Regions from separate parts of the Sus scrofa genome. Here all the other regions are linked to region 1. The links are chromatin contacts, called in public HiChIP or PLAC-seq maps. All regions are on one chromosome and are shown on one strand. The core of a region is the stretch at or near the end of the contact, and the rest is flanking DNA. Distances in the headings are between cores, read along the strand shown. Region 1 overlaps RP1L1 (retinitis pigmentosa 1-like 1 protein). Region 2 overlaps PINX1 (PIN2/TERF1-interacting telomerase inhibitor 1). Region 3 holds the start of SOX7 (transcription factor SOX-7).

Region 1 (4,194 bases), core at 842-3,341:
GGGGTTAACACACCCCTCTCATAACACTCACTGGCTATTATCTGTAGGAATGGCGTTACTGGCTTGTTGAATACCATGTAGAGAATTCTGTCCTGAGATCTCTGGTCCCTTGGAGGTGTCTTGAGCTAAAACAGGGGAGTCACAGGAATCATATAAGTATCCATGTCAATAAAAGGGAAGAGCAAAGAGTGAACATACAAGCCGGAGACTTTAGAATTGTGCTCCTACTTCAGTGAATGAAAATGGCGTCGAAAGTGCTATGGCTGGGAGGAGCTGGGAGGAGCTGGGAGGCTCTTCAGCATGGTCATCCCGTCCTGTTGCTCCCACTGCTATTAATGACTCTGAGAGACATTACCTCACAGACTCTTGAGGACTTTTTTGTTTCTAGAAGTTTCTGACTCCAGTTCTTCCGGAAGGCAAAATTAGGGAACATTACATCTTCTTTTCCCCAAGTTTCTGCTTGGTAAGTGCAAAATAAACACAGTCTTTCAACAACATAGATTCGTAAAGGTGAATCTTTCTTTACAGAAAGGCCACAATCCCAAGTCTAACAGAGCAGGTAAGGAAGAGTGGAAGATAAAACCGAGAAAGTGGCTTGTCTGGGAATGCTCCCAGCCCTGGAAGAGACGCCCTGTCATACCAGCACTGGCCAGCAGAGGGCGAGGTGTCCCCGCTAGTGGGAACAAAGTTGGTTGTGCTGCCAGGGCCCTTACCTTGGTCCACTCAGATTACCAGGCTGGATTCCCGGTCTGTACCCACATCCCCAGATGAGGTGGCTCCACCAGAGGAGACTGCAAAGAACCCTGAGCCCAAATGTCTGGTTTGGGCTGTTCTGGGGGCCTCAGGCTCGGGGCATTCCTGGCATTCCTGTGCCATGGAGAGCTACATCCAGCGGCAGGTCTCCTACAGGATTCTGGAAAAGGTATTACAGAGAAACTCTAGGGATTGAGAAAGATCCAGGAAGGACCCCTGCCTCCCCATTCCCAATCCTGTTGAACATCCCAAAGACCTCCCTGCAGCATTCTGGACCCCCAAGGCAGTCTTATGTAGGGGTGCCAGGACGATCAATTCAACTTGGATTTCAGATACATGAAGCATAATCTTTTAGTATAAGTATATCCCAAATACTGCACGGGACATACTTATATTTTACAAATCATTCTTTGAAATTCAAATCAAATTGGGTGTCCTTTCTCTCCCGAGACACCTAGAATGCTCAGCCCAGTGTAGTCCAAAAGCAGGATTCCTACTTCCTTCCGCCAGCCCCGTCTTCCCCCAAACTCTGGATGGGATCCACTTCATTACACCTCCTCTCATCTAAACCGCTCACTCCACACACTTTCCTTTCCTTTATTTGGTCCTGTCAGTAAAACAGGCAGGCTTGCACCTAAAGAGAAGGAAACTGAGACGTGGAGATTCTGACTGTGAGGGGTATTGGCCTTGATGGAGAGACTTGGAGGAGCTGCGTGAGCCTCCAGATATCACAGCAGGAAAGGGGGGCTGGGTTCAGAGTCCCCCACCCCTCCCCCCAAGCACCAAGGAGCAAGATCACCCCAAGGAGAGCAGGGCCACATGCCATGCAACCCCCGACAGTCTCCAGAACAAGCCTGGGAGACATGACCACACAGGCGGCCCCACCAGCAAGACACCTGGGCCCCGGCCGCCGGCCCCAGCCGTGGCCTCAGCAGCAGTCGAGCTTTCCTGTGCAGCCGCTGTGGCATGTAGGATGCTGATAACAGGAACAATGCAGCAGAGGAAAAGTGGTAGGAGTGGGACAATGCACTGGCCGTGGGGACTCTCCCAGGCCAGGCGGGATGGAGGAAGGATCTGCAGGTCCCAGGGGCCAGGCTGGAGACTGCTGTGTGGCTGGGATGGTGGGGGGAGCCCAGGGCCCTGGGAAGGAGCTGGGGGGGAGGGGGTGCAGCTTTGGCATCTCTTCTGCTCTCCTGCACCCAAGAGACCCCTCCCTCTCTAGGGGTGGGGCAGGGGCAGGCACAGACGCCAACCATTAACCCAGGAAGGGGACTTCCACAATTTCCTGGGCTGCAGAGCCAGCATCATGCAGCTGGGACGAGGAGAGTGGCTCCTGGGATGACCTCGGCGCTGACCCCAGGAGGCCTTTGACTTCTAACTCACTCTCCAGCTCTCTGGTCTGTCCCACACCCAGCGGGGGCGGGGGGGGGCAGTGGTGGTCATCGACACCACCCCCCTGCACAGGCAGGACACCCAGGCAGGCCTGCCAATGACAGGAAGACCCGCCAGGGGGTGGCAGATAGACAAATACGTTGAGGCTTGGCTGAGATTTAGACTGAGCTATCTCTGTGGCTGAGACCCTGGGGGTGCTGCCCAGGCCATCCTGAGCAGGGCTGCCTCTGCCCTTAGCCAGGAGTGGCCACCGAGATGGCCTGGGTGCCATCGCCATTTTGTCTATGGCCCACGGTGTGTAGTAGGTGTGGAGCGAAGGGAGTAGACTGTAAAACCCACATCTCCCCAAGTCAGAACTGGAGACCACAGGAGGGGCAGCTCTGGGGATGAATGATGAGCCTGGAGGAATATTGTTTCTTTCCTAAATCCAGACCAGGGGTCCTGAGTCTATTTCGTCACTGCTTAGCCCCACCTCACACTGAGAAGGACTTACAACCTTTAAGATACAGACAACGTCACAGGTTAAAGTGAAATAAGGGAAGTTGAGGGAAAAAGTCAGGGCAGGGAGGTTTCGTGGAGTCAGGAGAGGGAGTTCCCTGGTGGCTCAGTGGGTGAAGGACCCAGTGTTGTCACTGCTATGGTGCAGGTTCTATCCCTGTCCTGGGAAATTCCACATACTGCAGGCACAGCCCCCCCCCCAAAAAAAAATGGAGCTAGGAGAGAGGGGGAGGACCCAGCAGTGCTTGCTGTGCGGTCCCCACGCAGCCAAAGGACGCAGATGCTACCACAAAGGAGAAACACGGCCCGTCACAGGTTGTTGGGGAGGAGCAAAAACCAAACAAAACCACCAAAATGTTATTTCTGATACTAAAACAAAGACCAAGCCTTTCCAAAGTCCTCACAAAGAGAACGCAGAGCAAGTCCCTAGAAGCTTCCTGGGCTCAAGGACCCTGTGTCCCAGAACTCCTTCCAAGGTGCAGTAGGGGCCAGTCATGAAAGGCCCTCAAGGAGGCCGCCGACATGTCCCAGGCCCCTGCTGCCTACTATTTTAGCTGAATTTGAAGGCAAAATTCTAAAGGGCAGGTTCGGAGTTCCCGTCATGGCTCAGTGGAAACGAATCCACCTAGGAACCATGAGGTTTCGGGTTTGATCCCTGGCCTTGCTCAGTGGGTTAAGGATCTGGCATTGCCATGAGCTGTGGTGTAGGTTGCAGACCTGGCTTGGATCCTGCGTTGCTGTGGCTGTGGTGTAGGCCGGCGGCTACAGCTCTGATTAGACCCCTAGCCTGGGAACCTCCATATGCCGCGGGTGCGGCCCTAAAAAAAAAGACAAAAGACATAAAGGGCAGGTTCTAGAAGATGGAGAGAAGTGGACATATGCCCCTCCACCCCTGTAGCCCCCTACTAGCCGAGACTCTCTAGGTCGAACCCTGGTGAGGGCCGGTAGCCAGGTGTTCTCTGGGCCACTCCCAGGAGAGCGAGTTCCGGGTTCACACAGGCCTCTGCTGAGCCGCGTGCCGTGCCTGGGTGGGGCCGCAGCCTCCTGGGAAGGATGAGACCTTTGGGAGGCCCCTCCCTCTCTCTGCCCTGGAGGTGAGAAAGGCCAAGGCCCCAGCGCTGCCAGATGGGGCCTGGCCTGATGCAAGGTCTGCCTGGTCCTGAGAAGCTGACCTGGCTTTTTCCCACCTAAGCGCAGCCCCCAACACCTCCCCTCGCCAAGGCCTGTGTTTACAGATGAGACTCATTTAACCTTAGACTCATCACCTGTGTTGGGGAAGGGCAGCATCTTTGCTGGGAGGAGGGAGGCAGGGCCCCTCCTCCAGAGTCCTGTTCCCCCCTCTATCTGCCACCCAGGAGTATGAAGATGGCAGTGACCAGAGAGCTGTATGTCAGCCGCCAGTGCAGCCTTGGGGGCGAACATGGATCCCTAACACTGTGCCACCCCAGCACGTCATCCAGGTTGGGGCTGGGACACCTTTCACTGGCCCCCACTGGTCATGGAGCCCGCTGTCTCTCCCTGGGTCACCTCTGAGAGCTCAGGGCCGTGCTG
Region 2 (4,194 bases), core at 537-3,036, 180 kb after region 1:
ACCCCTCAGCTCTGAACTCCCACTTCTGGCCTAGTAACTCAGCACCTACAAGCCAATATGTCCATTCTGTTGTGTTTTTTTTTTCTGCATTTAAAAAATCTCCCTACGTGGTTTCTCTGGCCTGAATCATCTTCCAAGGCAACAATGCACGCGCGTGCGTGTCTGTGTTTGTGTGTGTGTGTGTGTGAGAGAGAGAGAGAGAGAGAAAGAGGCAGTGTGCAGAGGCAGACAACGTGTAGTCTTAGTTACAAAACTGCATAGATTTTAGCAGTTCATCTCTTACCTAATGTTCCCCACAAGCTCTATTATTTTTAATACAGGATTTTGCAAACACGTAATTTTTTTAAATAAACATATATATTGTGTTATAATAGAAATGTCTATATTTGACATTACATTTTATCTTATTCTTTTTTTACTTAATGGCCGCACCCACAGCATATAGAAGTTCCTGGGCTAGAGGTTCAATTGGAGCTATAGCTGAGGCCTATGCCACAGTCACAGCCACTGCCAGATCTAAGCCACATCTGTGACCTATGCCACAGCTTGCAGCAACGCCAGATCCTTAACCCACTGAGCAAGGCCAGGGGTCGAACCTGCACCTCTCATGGATACTAGTCAGGTTCTTAACCCGCTAAGCCACAATGGGAACTCCCACATTATATTTTATAGTATTTATATTTGACATTAGTACTTTGGAAGAGCTTACAATGTTAACTGCTGTCTTTCAGAATACATTGGGAGTTACACGAAGGCAGGAACCATTCACCTGAATCATGCAAGGGAAATTAATGATAAAAGGGGGTCCCAGAATGGATGGTAATTTATGTCATAAAAGAATTCATTGCAGAGTTTAAACTGTGAATGTACTAAATGTATCAAAGAATGTATGAAAATGAAATGAAATCAACAAAATCCAGAATATGGAAAACAGAAGAGAGAAGGAATTGGAACCCACAGGTTAAAAGAGCCTAAAAGACACTATCAATTAATTGCAATATACAAATCTTGTTAGGATCCTGATTCAAACATACATGCAAGTTAAAAAATTATGAAGCAACTAGGAAAATCTGAACACTGACTGGATTTGATGACCTTCAGGAAATGTGGTTCATTTTTTAGGTGTGAAAAGAGTACAATGGTGTGTTGAAGAGTTATCTTTTAGGAATGTATAATGAAATGCTAAAATGAGAAAACAAGATGAAGTGACATGATGTCTAGGAATTGCTTCAAAAATTGGAGAGAAAGTGGGTGGAGGTGAGCTGCCACAATATTGACCATTCAACTGATCACTGTTGAGCTGGACTCTGGTCAGTGGGGACTCATGATTCTCCCTATTTTTCTTACATTTTACATCTTCCATAATAGTGAGTATACAGCATATTGGGAGACTTGTTCCTGAGGGTGAAGTACATGACCCAAGGCACCTATGCCTCAGTGAAAGTGACTGCTAAATTGTCCTCAGAGAAGTCACCTCAGTCCCACAGAAGAAACAAGGCAGAGGGGAACCCAACCAAGGCAGAAAGGTAATCCCATCTGTGCGCTGACTCAGACGGGAACACAGAAGCCAGCAAGCGGTGTGTTTCCCATATGAGATCATGGATTGGCCACCAGCAGCCACTACTAATGTTAGAACAGGGTTTTTCCCTGAAAGAGTCACAATTCCTCTTGCTAGAAAAACAGGAACTGGTCCTAACAGGAATATTATGTAATGCTAGGGAACTGAGGAGACTGGGAAAAGCAGGATGAGGGGTAGAGAAGAGCACAGGATGAAGGTGGAGGCGGGGAATGGAAACTGCTTGTGGGCTCGTTAAAGGGGCCCAGCCCAGGTCCGCTTCCTGCCAGCCTCACCCTTCCAGCCGGGGCCTTCTCTCCCTCGATTACCGGGCCACTTGCAGGCCGTCAGAACATGACGAGTGAGTGAAAAGGCTTATCTTCCGCACTAACAAGCAGAACCAAGGGAGATCCGAGGTAAAGAGAATAACATCGGGCTGAAGGGCACACAGGCCGGGCGGGCTCCCTTTCACTGCAGAGGGAGCAGCGGCCAAGCAGGAACCTTCAGGAATGTGGCCAGGATGCACGGGGCCCACCAGCAGCCTGCTTCTCAGGCTCAAAGACAGAGCTAAAAGCGCAAGCTACTAAAGGGACAGTGTGTTGATCTTTAAAATGTTGCACTACAGTGTGCACACTGAGATTCTGCTCTGGGAACGGGAAGTGGTGACACCAGTTCTAGCATGCGCACACATGCACTGCCATTCTCCAAGGTTTTAATTGTGGTTATCTCTGGGAGTTTGGATTATGGCATTTTTTTCTTCTTAATGCAATGTTTTTTCCTATAATGAGTATTTACTGCTCTTATAATAAAAAATCATTTGAAATTTATACACACACACACACACACATACACACACAAAGAGAAAAACCCCACAAGCTTAGGGCAGAGTGCTCCTTCCTCCAGGACAACTATACCTGGGGTGGACTGCTGTTGTCCCATGGCCAGTGCTGGCCCTGGACTTGGAACTAATCACTGGAGGCATTTTTTGAGTTCCCTCTCCTCTCACCCCTTCACTCCCAGCTGATGGGACAGGAGAAAGTAGCCGAGTGAGAACCCAGGAGGCTCATCAGGAAGACATAGCACAAAGGAAGAAAGGCTCAGGCAGATGCCCATGGGTCCATGAGAAGAGGACTTCATGGTATCAGGTGAAATGTGAAACACAAACACACACTGAGTAGTGATGGCAAGGAAATGAAAAGCAAGGGGGTGTGCAGAGAATGGGAACAAAGTTAAAAGGGGTGACTGCAGGGAAGGCCCAGATGACACCTGTGTTTTGAGAGCTAATGTTTCCCTGCAGAACTCATCAGTATCCAGAGACTGACTCCTCCTGTGGTAATGCTCAGCCCAGGGACCCACTCTACCATCTGTTCCTGAAGCTACCTGAGCGAGTCAGACCCTAAGTCCCAGGGCTTCCCCGCCAGGCCCCCAGGATCACTCAAATCTTTCCCGCTCTCTGCTACAACCTCAGCTCAAGCTTCCCACGCCTCTCTGGAACAACAGCCTCTTAACTGAGTTGCCTATTTAGACTTGCCCCCTCCTGCCTTCATTCTTATTTTCTTATCTCCCGCAGCCAAGGATCTTTCTAAATTGCAAAAATAACCATGCCCTTTCTATGCTTCAAACACCTTAGCTGCTCCCAAACACATGCAAAAACTACAGTCTAAGTTCCCAGCATGTGCTTCCAGACAGCTCTCTGGGAACCACCCCCCTTGGGGGAACCTAGGCCCACCTTCCAACACCCACCACAAAAGTCAAAACTAATCTGTAACAAAACTTTCTTTTCTCTGGATACCAAATTGCACCTAAAGTATGTGAAGCCTACAGTAGTGTTCAACCCCTTTCAGTGGAGCAACAGAGCAAATAACACTCATACAGCCTCCAGGAGCAACTGTGTGTGGCTGCCTGCTGGTGACCAGCCCAGAGACAAGGGACTCATGTAAGGTTTAATAGTACTTTTAGGATCTTCAGACTAACATTTTTCGGTGAATGTAATAGGAAAAAAAGCACCAATGAAGGGACAGGATAGGATTGCTTTGATGTGTGATATATGCCCACCGAGTCCATGACTCTGAACTAGTAACAAATGGCATTCTATGTTTGTGTGTGTGTGTACACGTCTACTTCTGTTACTTACAGTATAATGTGTATTACATATAGTTGTAATATATAAATAAGTACAGTTACACAAAATAAACCATGTTTTACTGGAGACTCTCACCTTACAGCCTATTCCAGCTTACTGCTCAACCTCGTGCCCAGTTAGGCATCCCGAACACCCCCCTAGATGCTGACTCCCCACACACATTCCCAGCCTGTCCCACACCACCTCCTTCCCAAATCACGCTCCCCTGGCTGTGGTTCTTGGGGCACTGTCTCCTCCAATCCTTGTAACATCTGCTGAATGCCTACTATGTCCTAGGGGTGAAGATCTGCCTTGAAGAGCTTCTAGAAGCATAAGCTTGAGTAGTTTCTGCCCTCAAATCTATACCCACTAGTGTTTTTGCATTCCCTTAACTTTTTTTGGGGGGGGGTCTTTTTAGGGTCACACATGTGGCATATGGAAGTTCCCAGGCTAGGGATCAAATTGGAGCTGTGGCCTATGCCACAACCACAGCAACACGGGATCCCAGTTGCGTTTG
Region 3 (4,194 bases), core at 1,032-3,531, 130 kb after region 1:
TTCCTAAGTCAGAAAGGAAGGGTTGGGCAAGAGATCCCGGGGGTGGAAGTGGATCACCCTGCTGCCCTTCTATTAGCAGGTGTAGAAAGTCTACATTTTGCAAAGCAACACCCTGTTGGTTTCCCTTGCCCAGTGCCAGGGGCTGTGTGGTTAAGCAGGAAGGAATTAGTGTCTTTTCTGCAAAATGCACTGTAACCTCTGGAAGCCTAAGTGCCAACTGCCAACCGGGATCAGCTCACAGGAGGCATCTGTCGCCCAAGTCCCTTTGCCTGTCCTTTCTCTGGGAGCAGGCAGCCTCAATCCCACAAGGCTCCCCAACCTGAGTTCTCCCAACCCTGGCCTGGGTCCGCTCTCTCCTGGTCACAAGAGCTGCACTTGGCCAACAGGCAGGGGACCTGGGACACACTAAACAAACTTTCAGTAGCCCACACATTAAAAAGTATTTTCATTTCTTTAGAAATCTGAAGAAAAGCATGAGCTTTTTGTTTGAAGAAACCGTTTTATTATTGTATATGTTAATATGTTTGTCTCAAGTCTAAAGTATAATTTTAAACATTTTATAAAGTATATTTTAAAATATTTTTAGAGTATAAAGTATAAATAAAATATGACTTTAAATATTTTTTATGTGGGAAGGGGCTGCCTAAGACACCAGCCCACTAATTGGTCCTGGGTGCAGCTAGCCAGGGGCCTGGTCCATGGGTAGGAGGCTCTTGGAAACCCACACCCCATCAGCTCTGAAAGGGCCTCCACCCGCAGGAGGGCCTGTGGATTTAGCCAGTACAAAGATGAGTGTCAGCTGTCACTCCACAGATCTGGGGAAGGAGCCAGGAGCTCCAACGGAAAAAAGGGAAAAGGCTCCTTCGGTCTGGGCCGGGTGGGGTTGGAGAAGGCAGGCCAGCCTCGGGTGACCACGCACTATCCCTTCTCACAGGGCCTAGCGCCCACTGGGCACACAAAATGCTGTGAAAGGTTCCCATCGGTTAAAATGAATTAAAAAAATAGGTCGAATGGTGAAGAGGTTAGGAGTGGGGCAAAGGTGATTAGTGCTCAGCTCTGGACAAGGGAGAGAGAAGAAGGAAACCTCTGACACCGGCACTCGGGAACATCCTCTCTCCGCTCCGAGGCGACTGGATCGTCCCCATCCCCAGTCCCAAAGCTGGGGCTGGGACGGCACAGCAGCCCTCAGGAAGCGGTGGGGCTCCAGGACAGACCCTCACTGGCCGCCCTAAGCATGTGAGTCAAATTCCCTACACTCCTGAGACTGGAAATAGAGGCTCGAATCAAGGCTATTTTGCTGTTGGTTTAACAATTAAGTTGCAGCAGCATGCGTTCCCACAAGGTCTCTCTCAGGACCATTCGTTACCTCTGTTGATGTTACGACCTCCCTCTGTGATTATGCCCGCGGTGAGGTTTAGGGAATGATGGGTTTTCCCGCCCTGGTATTGCTAGCAAACGCTCGTTCCACCCGGCCCGGTGTTACTGTCCGGGCCTGTCCATGCGCGCGGGTCTTCGTCGCCGGGCCCCCCGGGCCGGGCTGCTACCCAGCTCCACTTGTGCCCCGGGGTCCCAGATTCGGCTCAGGTCCTCCCGAGGGGGTCTCCCAGGCCACCCAGGCGGGCCGCGCCGGTTCACTTTGGGCCGGGGCCAGGCGTCCCCGCTCGGAATCCCGGCCCCCGCGCGCACACCCACGCTCCCGCAGATGCCCAACCTGGCTGGCACGGCGCGCGCCCGCGCCCCTCGAGCGTACCCCGTCCCACCCCCGCCCCGCGCGCCCGCATGGCCTACAGCGGCCAGCCCCCAGTCCGCCGACCTCGGGGCGCGCCCCGTCCGCTCACTCACCCAGCATCTTGCTGAGTTCGGCGTTGTGCAAGTCCGGGTTCTGCACCGCCAGACGTTTCCTCTCGTCCTTGGCCCACACCATGAAGGCGTTCATGGGCCGCCGGATACGGCTCTCAGAGCCCTTGTCCCCCGGCGGGCGGGGGGCGGCCGGCGGCGACAGGCCGTCGGACAGCTCGGCTTCCAGGGCCGGGCACTCAAGCCCCTCGGGCCACGGGTAAGCTCCCAGCATTGAGGCCATGGCCGTGCGGGGGTCGCCTAGCTTGCGTCGTCAGGCCGGCGCTGACCGGGCCCTCGCACCGGTCGGGGCGTCCAACTTGGCCGGCAGCCGCGGCCCGGCCCCTTATTTATCAGCTTCGTGCGACCGCGTCCTCCAATGACTCTCGAAGGCGGCGCGGCCCCTCCCTCCGTTTCGGCGCGGGCCCCCTCCCTGCGTCCCGGGCCGCCGCGTCTCAGCTCCGACCTGCCGGGAGGCAAGGCAGGAGGGAGGGCCGCTTTCCCGTGTCCGCCCCCGGCCCGCCCCTCCGCCTCCCAGGTCCCTCCCGGAGATGCGCGCCTGGCCGCCCCCGGGCCGCCCCTCTTCGCGCCGGCTCCCCGCGCAGGTGCCACGGGCCGGGAAGCGAGCGCCGCCCGCAGTCACCGGGCCCGGGAGCGAGACCCGGACTCCAGACCCCTGTCCCGCCTGGACGAGGCCTCCCCGGGCCGGGTTCTGCCAGCTCCTTCCGCAGGCGGAATTGTACATACGGAGAACCGAAGCCAAACAGGTTTCGCTGGGAATCACCGAGCGAGAGGCTTTGACCATGAATTCCCCCAGAGCAGCCCGTGAGGCGTTCTTGCTAGAACACACCTACTGCTTTTCTAAAAGGACCCCCGGGCGGCGACAACCTGGCCCCCAAACAACTTGGGCAACCAGAGAGGCTGGCGAGGGCTGGGTCCCACGTCGGGATCTCCGCGGTGTCCACCCAAGGGCTTCCTCGACGCCCCGCAGCTCCCTGGCTCTCGGGAGGGCATGTCTGCGTCCCCAGTTCCCCCGTATTCACCATGCCATCTGATTTCTCTCTTCTTACACCCCTGCCTGCCCCGCACGCTGGTCTGTGGTGTCTCGGTCTCCCGCTTCCTTGCCTCAGAGCCCTTCTCTTCGCAATTCATTTCTCATTGTATTTTCCCCTCTGAACAGAAGGATCGGAGCAGAGTCAGTCAGGTACTCTCCTACCCGTGTCTCTAGGCCTTGGCACGACCTGGGAGCTCCCGAGTTCCCCTTCTAATGACACCCCCGGGTTCTGGGCCTGCCCTCAACTGGAAGGGCTCCAGCCTGGGAGCTCAGGGCAGTCGCTTGCAGACGCAGACCCCCTGCTCAGAGGACAGCTCTGTGTCAAGCCATTTCATGTGAATAGGGCTGTTCCCCTGGCTCTCACTTCATTGCGGGCACACAGCAGGCACTCAGGAAATGCTGAATAAGTGAATGAATAAGTGAGTGAGCAGATGCAGCTTAGACACACCCTACTGTATAAAACAGGGCACTTATAAGGCTTGACTAGATCATGGAATCCAACCCACAGATATCTATTGAGCACTGCCCATATGCAGGGCTCCACCGAAGAGACCCTGAAAGGAGGTAGCATTATAGGAGGAACGTGAGGTCTGGAGTCAGAACCTATCTTAAGTTTTGGGGTTACTTAGTGCATGACTCTGGGCAGGTCTGGCATCTCGCTAGGCTTTCTTTCCCAATCCCGAAATGAGGAAGATGGTAAGACTGATCTCGCAGGGCTTTATAGGAAAGCTCAAACTCTATACATGCCAGTTGATGCTACTACAACTCTACACATACAGTCAGGAAGATCTGGGCCCGGTTTTCAGGGTCCCACCTGCAGTAACTGAGTTCATAGGTGCCTCTTGGGCAACACGCCCTCTGGGACCGGCCCCACAGCAAAGACCCTGCAAGTGGATGAAGAAATGCACTTCGATGTTTTAAATCCCAAGTTTAACCTCTAGAGCCCCAGATGATGTTCATCCAAGAACAGCCTTTACCCATGAAATAGAGTGTGTAGTTTTCCTCTGTCTTCCAGCAGGTATCCCATAGCAGCGACCTAGGCCGTGGCCTTCACCCGCTGCTCTCGCTGGCGGAGACTGACCAGCGAAGGTCGCGGGGTGCGGGGCAGCGCTGGCTGGAAAATGGGTCCCGAGAGCCAGATGAGCATCTTGGAACCCGACGTGGAGTAGCGGAGCTGGCTGGCACTGGGGACCGGGCGGGAAGGGGTTGGTTTGTGGAGAGAACATGTCCGCGCTTTACGCGGACTTCCCTAACTCCCGGAAGCCTAGGTCGTTTCCCTCTGCCAGAAATTCCTTAAGGAAAAT

The links. HiChIP or PLAC-seq counts read pairs in DNA pulled down with a chosen protein or histone mark.
Region 2: a contact with region 1 is called in an H3K27ac HiChIP or PLAC-seq map of skeletal muscle. The contact joins two enhancer-like sites. A contact is called at or near these places in 3 of 47 Hi-C or Micro-C datasets (embryonic fibroblasts, skeletal muscle and subcutaneous adipose tissue) and 1 of 2 datasets of contacts at active chromatin or transcription factors (skeletal muscle).
Region 3: a contact with region 1 is called in an H3K27ac HiChIP or PLAC-seq map of skeletal muscle. The contact joins the promoter of SOX7 here to the enhancer-like site in region 1. A contact is called at or near these places in 11 of 47 Hi-C or Micro-C datasets (adipocytes, alveolar macrophages, epiblast stem cells and 7 more) and 1 of 2 datasets of contacts at active chromatin or transcription factors (skeletal muscle).

What each region holds. Positions count from the first base shown.
Region 1 is chr14:13,813,175-13,817,368 of Sscrofa11.1, forward strand. RP1L1 (retinitis pigmentosa 1-like 1 protein) reads right to left here. Exons shown (of 5, transcript XM_021073064.1): 4 at 2,137-2,236. Among named protein-coding and RNA genes, the nearest start is that of RP1L1, 26 kb to the right of the region's middle. Within about 2 kb of position 2,092, at least 3 of the 83 cell types and tissues checked have an H3K27ac peak or open chromatin away from gene starts, as enhancers often do. A contact at or near this core is called in skeletal muscle, where this site is marked.
Region 2 is chr14:13,991,510-13,995,703 of Sscrofa11.1, forward strand. The region is part of intron 6 of PINX1 (PIN2/TERF1-interacting telomerase inhibitor 1); the gene reads right to left. Among named protein-coding and RNA genes, the nearest start is that of PINX1, 48 kb to the right of the region's middle. Within about 2 kb of position 1,787, at least 8 of the 83 cell types and tissues checked have an H3K27ac peak or open chromatin away from gene starts, as enhancers often do. A contact at or near this core is called in skeletal muscle, where this site is marked.
Region 3 is chr14:13,943,043-13,947,236 of Sscrofa11.1, forward strand. It overlaps SOX7 (transcription factor SOX-7), which reads right to left and starts at 2,282. Exons shown (of 2, transcript XM_003359052.4): 1 at 1,843-2,282. The coding sequence starts at 2,080.